Linked DNA regions of Nothobranchius furzeri: region 2 is linked to region 1. Evidence: chromatin contacts called from public Micro-C data. All regions are on one chromosome and are shown on one strand. Each heading gives the region's core, a stretch centred on a gene start, on an enhancer-like site or on the middle of the called end of the contact. The rest is flanking DNA. Distances are from core to core; before and after follow the strand shown. Region 1 holds the start of LOC107382859 (protein shisa-2). Region 2 overlaps atp8a2 (ATPase phospholipid transporting 8A2).

What was found. Hi-C and Micro-C count contacts between places; a contact is called where the count stands out from the background.
Region 2: a Micro-C map of tail fin shows a contact between it and region 1, with 4 times the contacts expected there. The contact joins the enhancer-like site here to the promoter of LOC107382859 in region 1. A contact is called at or near these places in 2 of 2 Hi-C or Micro-C datasets (skeletal muscle and tail fin).

Annotation. Positions count from the first base shown.
Region 1 is chr7:50,931,131-50,935,299 of NfurGRZ-RIMD1, reverse strand. LOC107382859 (protein shisa-2) reads right to left here and starts at 1,945. Exons shown (of 2, transcript XM_015955198.3): 1 at 1,431-1,945. The coding sequence starts at 1,740. spice1 (spindle and centriole associated protein 1) reads left to right here and starts at 3,656. Exons shown (of 19, transcript XM_054751188.2): 1 at 3,656-3,917; 2 at 4,008-4,097. The coding sequence starts at 4,008.
Region 2 is chr7:50,981,272-50,985,162 of NfurGRZ-RIMD1, reverse strand. It overlaps atp8a2 (ATPase phospholipid transporting 8A2), which reads left to right. Exons shown (of 36, transcript XM_054751183.2): 4 at 913-1,011; 5 at 1,092-1,137; 6 at 1,363-1,403; 7 at 2,455-2,528; 8 at 2,801-2,870; 9 at 2,950-3,077; 10 at 3,201-3,312. Among protein-coding and RNA genes, the nearest start is that of atp8a2, 21 kb to the left of the region's middle. Within about 2 kb of position 2,427, at least 2 of the 3 cell types and tissues checked have an H3K27ac peak or open chromatin away from gene starts, as enhancers often do. A contact at or near this core is called in tail fin, where this site is marked.

The DNA.
Region 1 (4,169 bases), core at 696-3,195:
CTGCCTGTTTGAACCCAGGTTATTGTGTAACTAAAGGATGGCTTTAGTCTTGAAGGTCGGGGGATGATTAATGGACCGGAGAAGAACAAACGGGGATAAAAGCATGAAGGTAAGCATGTCTACCTTGGAAACATGTTTTTAAAACTTTGATTAATTTCATTTGTGCACCTTATTCTGCATTAAATAACAGTTCAGTTTAATTCTAAGGGTAAAATTCAAAACATGCTTGTTATTATATCAATAAATGTGTTCTTTATTTCCTCATTAGGTAAAAAATGAGCACAAAACTGATCTCTTTTTTTGTGCACATGGCAGTGGAAGTCCTATTATTATTTCCTGTCACTCTTCCACACCTGTTGCTGCAGCAGCGCCACCCCCTCCTCTCTAAGCTCTTGTTTTGGGTTGAGTCTTTGTGGCTGGACTCCATCGGCTGTCCCACGGGGATTCTCCTGTTCCCAAATACCACATGCTCCCTCATGTCGAGCACATTAATAGCTTCCTGCCTCGTTTCTGTGTATCGTTCTGAAATGATGGATGGGCTGCAAGGGCATGAAAAATGTACAAAATGCACAAGTTGGTTTCACGTTTAAACACTTCCTCTGCTGTTGGTGAGAGAAAAGCTGCAGCTTGGGGTAAATGTTGGCTGGAGGCCACTGGGTGGAATGTATATATCCCTTCCTGTGGTGATAAGGTGTGATGGCAACAAATGACAGATTATTGCATTGTGGCTGCAGAAAAAACATGAAACAAGCCATTGTCATGTCAAATATTTGCTTCGTTTTTTTTTTTTTTTTTTTGTTTTTTTTTTGTTAAAAGAACATATGATGCTTCAAATGCTTCATGGAAGATTGAGAAAGTTTGAGGGGCCAAACTGGAGGAGGGGAGGGATGTGTTGTCAACTGATCCACGACACAAGCAGAAAAATGCAGGTTTTTGAGAATTATGTAATCTGTGTGACTCTGATAGAGCCCACAGACACCAGAGCTGCTCATTTAAGAGCTGGACTGTCAGCGCCAGGAGTGCTCCCAACAAGATCCGGTCAAGTCCAAATTTGATCCCCGTGGGGCCAGCATGCATGGCTCTCTCCGTTTTGCACTGTTACAGAACAAACACAGCTATTTATAAAGCGCAGCAGCGGCGTGGCACAATTTGCCATTTGTGAGTGGGGCTAAGTGGACTTTAGGAGCCTCCTGGCTCCTGAGCAGCTGTCGTTGCCAAGGGGGGAGGCGAGCAGCAGATGAACCCTTTGACAGTGAGACACAATCCCAAAGAAGACAGAAAACAGCATCATAACTTGAAGCTTATGGAAAAAACTTAACATTTAGGGTTACGTTTGATTCTAAGTTGGGTGCTTTTTACGCACGGTGTTTGGAAGTTTTTTAATCATTCATAACTTAATAAATCATCAGTGGAGGTTATGGGGGCTCTACCTGCTCGAGAGTCCTTGTCTGTGCTCTCTGCCCCGGTCTCCTGCGGCTGCCGGTCGTTCTCACAGCTCCCCTGATCCAGCCGCGCGTCCGCGCTGGCGCAGCAGTAGCGCAGCTCGCATTTCCCGCAGCAGATGATCGCGTCCTCCGCGTCGATCTTCTCCGGACACTGGAATCCTTCCTTCCAGGCGCCCTGAGAGTCCTGCCAGCCGTGGCAAAACTCCCCGCTGGCCTTCACGTCAATAAGGAGCAGAGTCAGAACCACGGTGGCTCCCCACATTCTGGGCCAGGTAGCCGCGGCGCGCTGGAGCATTTCCCCGCGCCGAATCCGGCAAGGTTAGAGGTGATTTTTTAGGCTGGTTCGGTAAAAGGGCTTTTGGGGATGAAGCGAGAAAGCAGTAGATCTCTCAGAGGTAGTCATTTGTTAGAGAATTCCTGTGCGTAAATCAGATGCGAAGTTTCCAAAAGGGTAAAGCGCGAGCGTAACCGATATTCCAGCTGTTATCCAAAGCTCTGGTGAATCCAAACACTAACGGGATTCCCGCGGCACCGCAGCGCGGCTGCTCATGCCTCCTCTCGGTGCTTCAAATGACCCGCAGAGAAACCAGCGCGTGAAGCCTGATCCGTGCAGGACACACAGCTGCTGTCTGCGCCTGTCCCGTGCGTAAAGATAAGTTTTCCAACCTTTTCGGCAACCCGGTCCGCATTGTTCAGCTTCCAGACGTGTCTCCCTGCTGCCTGTCCGGTGAGACTGCAGCGCTCAGTCTGTCCAGGTTGGTTTCAGGATGAGAGGGGCGTGTGGGACAGAAACACACCTCACTGAGTCAGATTAACGGGATCCCGTTATGGATGTGATTCAACTTCCTATTCAAAGTCTGAAAATCTAGAAAAGAGGAGCTACACTTTTTCTGGCATTTATTTGGTCAAATATACAGAATTTTTAAATTTCTGAGGACTTTTTTTTAACTTTCTGAATAAAACAAAATATTGAAAAACTGGATGTTTGAATAAAAAAAGTTAACATTTTATACATTATTATTACTTTAATTGATCCGCATTTCCCCAGTTAAATGAAACGTGCAGAAATATCATGATTTCATTGATTGTTTTGGGACATTAAATACTTTTAGTGTGGTCTCAACCAAAAACTGTTATTTATTATCCTTTTTCTGACAAATTATATTACTGGAATCATTTGGGAATGATTTCCCAATTGGATTGGAAATCCTTTCCACTTTATTAATAGTCATTTAAACATAAAAACAGTTGCATTGTTCCAGTTTAACAATTTAAAATGATCCTGTACAATAAAAAACTTGCATAATTTCTAAGTTCAATAAATTGACAAAAGTCTGCAAACATTTTGCTGGAAATGCAAAACAAGTTACGAATAAACATTACAAAAAAATGTGCAAAAATGTTGAAATTCCATCCATCCATCCATCTTCTGAAACGCTTTTTTTGGGGGGGGGGGGGGGGGGGGGGGCTATCTCCAGCAGTCAACGGGTAATTATGTTGAAATTCCAGTAAGTCTATTAGTAAAACAGTTCTGGACATCCTTAGCATGCTCCAGATCCGTTAGTTTCGAAATCTAAAATTACCGTTTTATCTCAAGAGTGTTTACAAATGTAATCTGAATGATTTTAGCTGTTAGCAGATGTCAGTTTTTTTTGGTGCAATAAAAGTTTTTGGTTCTCTGAAATTCAATGCCCTTTAGTCTGATAAATACAAGCAGCGCTATCTAGTGGCGCTTTACTACACGTGCACCATTGCAAAAAAATCAAATAATTATCACATTTATTTATTTGTTTGTTTGTTCATTTTATTCGTTTATTTTTACGTATTTACTTTTTAGTCTGTGATTGACGACAATACAAAACGACCCATTAAATAAACAAATTAAAAGTGTTTTCCATAAATTCTTGTCTCTTGCCTTTTTACAGCTAGAAAAATGCCTTTGTGGTAAGCAGATTTATCATATAAGAGTGCCACAGGATTTTCTACGCAGCTGTTAAAAAATGTCACTTTTCACATATCGGCAGAGCTATTTGGCACTTTAAAAATTCATCTAACTTCTTTTATCTTAATTCATCTAACTTCTTTTATCTTGAAACCGTTTTTTTAAACAACAAACAAGCTCTACTTCAGTTCATTAAATCCTCAAAGAATTAAATTAATTGCAATAATTTTATACATTTTGGGAGAAAGCGCAAGAAAAATGTTCAATGTAGTTAACGAAATGAACAGAAGGGGGCAGCAAAACGAAAAGAAGAAGAAGAAGAAGAAGAACCTAGCTGCAGCCGCAGGAGGAGGAGGAAGAAGAAGAAGTCATATCCATGGAAACAACACAAGAAGTGGCGCGAGACTGAAATTTTTAACTGCTGGAGCCTCTGACACCGTCAGCTGCGGCTAATTTGGGCTTGTTCCACAGAAGTGACGCAGTTTCAGACATGCAGTGAATTTTTAGCCCAGACGCTCATCTCTACTTGGGTAGTTTACCAGGGGTGTTTAGTTTGGTTTGGTTACTGCGCCATTTGTTTTAGTTCTCGGTGTTTTAGCCTTGTTGTTGCCTGTTATCAGATGTCTTTAGCCAGAGGTAGCCGTCCTCAACCACAGGGCAAAGGAAAGAAGCCTGTACGTCAGAAGAAGGCTCCCAAAAAAGACTGGGTGGTGAGTATTTGGGTGTTGTGCCGATATGTGTTACCCCGTCGAAAACGGTTCTTCCACTCGCTTTCTGGGTGT
Region 2 (3,891 bases), core at 1,178-3,677, 49 kb before region 1:
GGAAAAGCAAAATCAGCAGAAAGAGCAGAGCAAAGCTAACTCGGGTGTTTGCTAACCATCAAAATGAAGTGCCATCAGCCTCGGGGGCGGGCATCTAACCTATAGGAACCCACCCAATTGGCCAAATGGGTGAAGAGCTCTATTTGAATTGTTTAAAAAAAACAAACATAATGCTTCCATTTGATTGACAGAATGCATTTGAGCGGACCATTCATTGCGATATTTATCTGTTCTTTGCAATATGCATATTGTGCATGCTGATATCGCGATAACGATATATTTGTGATTTATTGTGCTGCCCTAGTGACGGTTCAGGATTGGCGCTCATTTGAAACAGCTTTGGCATAAAATTTAGACGATTTAGACGATTTAGACTTGGCCTTTTCTTTGAGACGTGAGCAGATAGAGGTACCCAAGTAATTTACTTAGAAAAACGGTGTATTAGCTTCTTTTTCATCGACGGTGTATGGCTCGTGGAGCAGGTGACCAAGGTTGACTTGTTGCTGTAGCGATTAATACATCACATTGTTCGTTGCTCTGATGGGTCCTAGCACTGTCCAATAGCATGCAAAGACTGTTTGAAAGACAACTGTAGATTCTGTCCTCTGACTAATGGGTTGTGGCCAGAGTATAGGATAGCTTGCCAGGTTAGGCTCCTGTGTCATTTTGAGTCCCAACAGTTACATATGCTATGTAGAGGCAAAAGAATAGTTCTGAGGGTTTTTGGAGTTTATGACAATGGATATCATCATTGTAATTAATATTCAGCTTTTTCGTGTTTTCCCTTATTTGTTCGTGCATTTGTGTGGTTTGAATTTGAAAGACACGCTGAGAGAAATCCTGTCCAATATGAATCTCTCTAATTTCCAAATAGCTGTTTTTATTTGTGCTGTGTTCTTTTTTTCTCATCAGCAAATCCCCGACGTGTCACCGACCGGCCGCTACACCACGCTGGTCCCGCTCATCTTCATCCTCACTGTGGCCGGGATTAAAGAGATCATAGAAGACTATGTGAGCGGCTTTCTTTAACTCTGTAAAAGGACAGAGAGGGAGAGGGGCATCATGTGGATCTTTTTCCTACTTTGTTACAGAAAAGACACAAAGCAGACAACACCATAAACAAGAAGAAGACAACAGGTATGGCGAGAGTGCCCGTTAATGTCCATTAACTCTCTGCCGGGCTGCGCCTGCGTCTATTTGCTTGGGTTTTGTTTTCCTTTCATGACCGGATGAATGGCTGTTGTTTGTCTGTCAATATCGCTCGGGCCACTCGGACAAAAAGACAAAAGTTTAGAGGCCATGAATTGTGTATGAGTCCTGATGTGTAGGCTGACTGACGGCTGTGTTGTGTTTGTCTCTCAGTGCTGCAGAGCGGAGCGTGGCACACCATCATCTGGAAGCAGGTATCACTTTCAGCCCATAACGCTCATGTGCCTCGTCTCTGTTTCACAGTCGTATTTTAGTTGGAACTGAGTGCAGAAACGGGAAGTGCGGTATAATTATGGAATTGAAACGAGTAAAAGTTTTAAAGAATGGCTGCAGAACGAGAACGTTTCTATTTGAATGTGCTCATTAACGGCGCCCAGCTGCGTACGGCCACGCTCCATTAGGTTGAATCAAGTCAAATTTTAAGTCCTTGTTGTTTTGGTGACACGCTTGTTCATCAGACTTTGAGCTCATCTGTCTCGGGACAGGTGAGGGAATCAGTTCCAGCTCAACGTCTGTTTTTGAAGACGTTTTATTTCCCACCGGGTTTCTCTCTAATCTTTGCTTGGAAGATTTAAATTATGTACTTTTTTATATTTTAGCTATTGATATAAATGAACATGATTTTCCTTCTGTTTCATTTGTACAGAATAAAGTTAGCGTGAATTTTTCTGAATATTTAGATTTCCATTGGACCGATTATATTCTACCTGTTTTATTTGTGGACATTTTTAGGGAATAAAAAAACCCGCAGTAGTGTTTCGGTCCCTCTCGACGCAGCATGCTGCCTGTTTGAACTTGTTCACATGCTTTTCCCTTTTTTCTAATGACAGCGGGAGTTTTTTTCTGGTGTCTGAGAGTCAGAATGTGCTTTTTTCAGACATTCTGATGACGCTCTTCCACAGATTTGTAGTTGGGGTGTTTTTTTCCCCTCTGATTGTAAAGTGTGAACATCTCGTAAAATAAACACTTCTTCAGTTATTATTTCTTGTCTCCCCCCCCCCAGTGTAATATTTGTGCCTCGTTCTGGCTGGTTGGTTTTCCACTGCTGTGCTCTCTCTGTCACGTGACGTCACCACTCCTTTTTCCATCTGATGGCTGAATTCCTTCTAGGCACCGATTAACCTGCTTTTTGTGTCTTCTCCTCACCTCTCTAACTCTCTTTGACCCCTGACCTTAACCCCACCCCCTCTCACCCCTTCTGTTTCCCTCCCTGCTGCTGTTGCACTGCTGCTTCCTGGCCACCAGGTGGCGGTAGGAGACATAGTGAAGGTGACCAATGGCCAGCACCTTCCAGCTGACATGGTTATAGTTTCCTCCAGGTCAGACTCTGTTTTATGATTGTGCAAATGCATGAATATGTGTTTAATAATAATAACAACAATTATTAGCTTCGCATCACCTTTAAGTGGCCAACACTAATATCTAATAACTTATTGATATGATTGAACTTTTCTGTATAATTTCTGGACAAGTAGAAGCAAATTGTTCAATAATGAAATCCTTTAAATCAAGTAAAGTTTTGATAATTGCGCAAATCAAACCAACTCTTGATATTTTTGATGATGAATCTTATCGCTCGTTCTCTTTGCAGCGAGCCACAGGCCATGTGCTATATTGAGACCTCCAACCTGGATGGAGAAACCAACCTGAAGATCCGACAGGTACAACATGTTTCTCTGATTAAACTGGAACTCCACTGGGAATTTCAGCTCAGTTGCTTTCCTCTGTTTTTTTTTCCAGGGTCTCTCGCTCACCGCCGGCCTTCAGACCCTGGAGGATCTGATGTCTCTGTCAGGCCGTTTGGAGTGTGAAGGCCCCAACAGACATCTGTATGACTTCACCGGCACTCTCCGGCTAGATAACCAAAAGTGAGACACAAAGTTTCAGTTTTTGGTAGCAGCTTTACTCCCAGGGTTAAAAAAAAATATTGCTCATTAGTTTTTAGCCATTTTTAACACTTTTTAACCTATTTTTGTTATTTTCCTCAAAAGTCCAGTTCCTCTGGGTCCAGACCAGGTACTGCTACGTGGGGCTCAGCTCAGGAACACACAGTGGGTTGCGGGAATTGTAGTCTACACCGGCCACGACTCCAAACTCATGCAGGTAACTCTTGTCTGAATATGCAAAATTCCGATTTTAAAGAAAAACTATGCAGTTTTTCTTCCCTTTAGCACCCCCTAGTGTCGTTATTATTTCCCTGTTGTAAAACTGAAAGTGAAACTTATCTCGCTGTGCGTTCGTCTTTTTAACACTTTAATCTAACAGCTTAAATGTCTCTTCAGTCTTCATTAGTGTCTTCAGGAGTGATTCATCACTAAGTCTAACAAATCAGCTGTGTTCATGATCTAAAACATCCAGGAAACGTGCTGGAAGCTGACTGCAGCGCCAGGCATGTCAGCTCCACTTTATTAAGACTAACAGGGAGCGACCCGCCACTCTGAAGTTGCAAGTGAGATATTCTGGCCACAGAGGGCGGTGGGTTCTGAGTGACCTTTCATTAACCATGTAATGGGTCATTTTAGCACATACTGGCTCAAGAAGATGATTATTTTCAAAATATGAAAAAGTAGCATGAAATTAAAATAAAAGCCGTTTTTAAATAGATTTTTTTATTCAAGCAATTTTTGAAAAGCTTTAATTGAAATCCTTACATTCGCTGTTTTGATTGCTTAGCTTATTTAT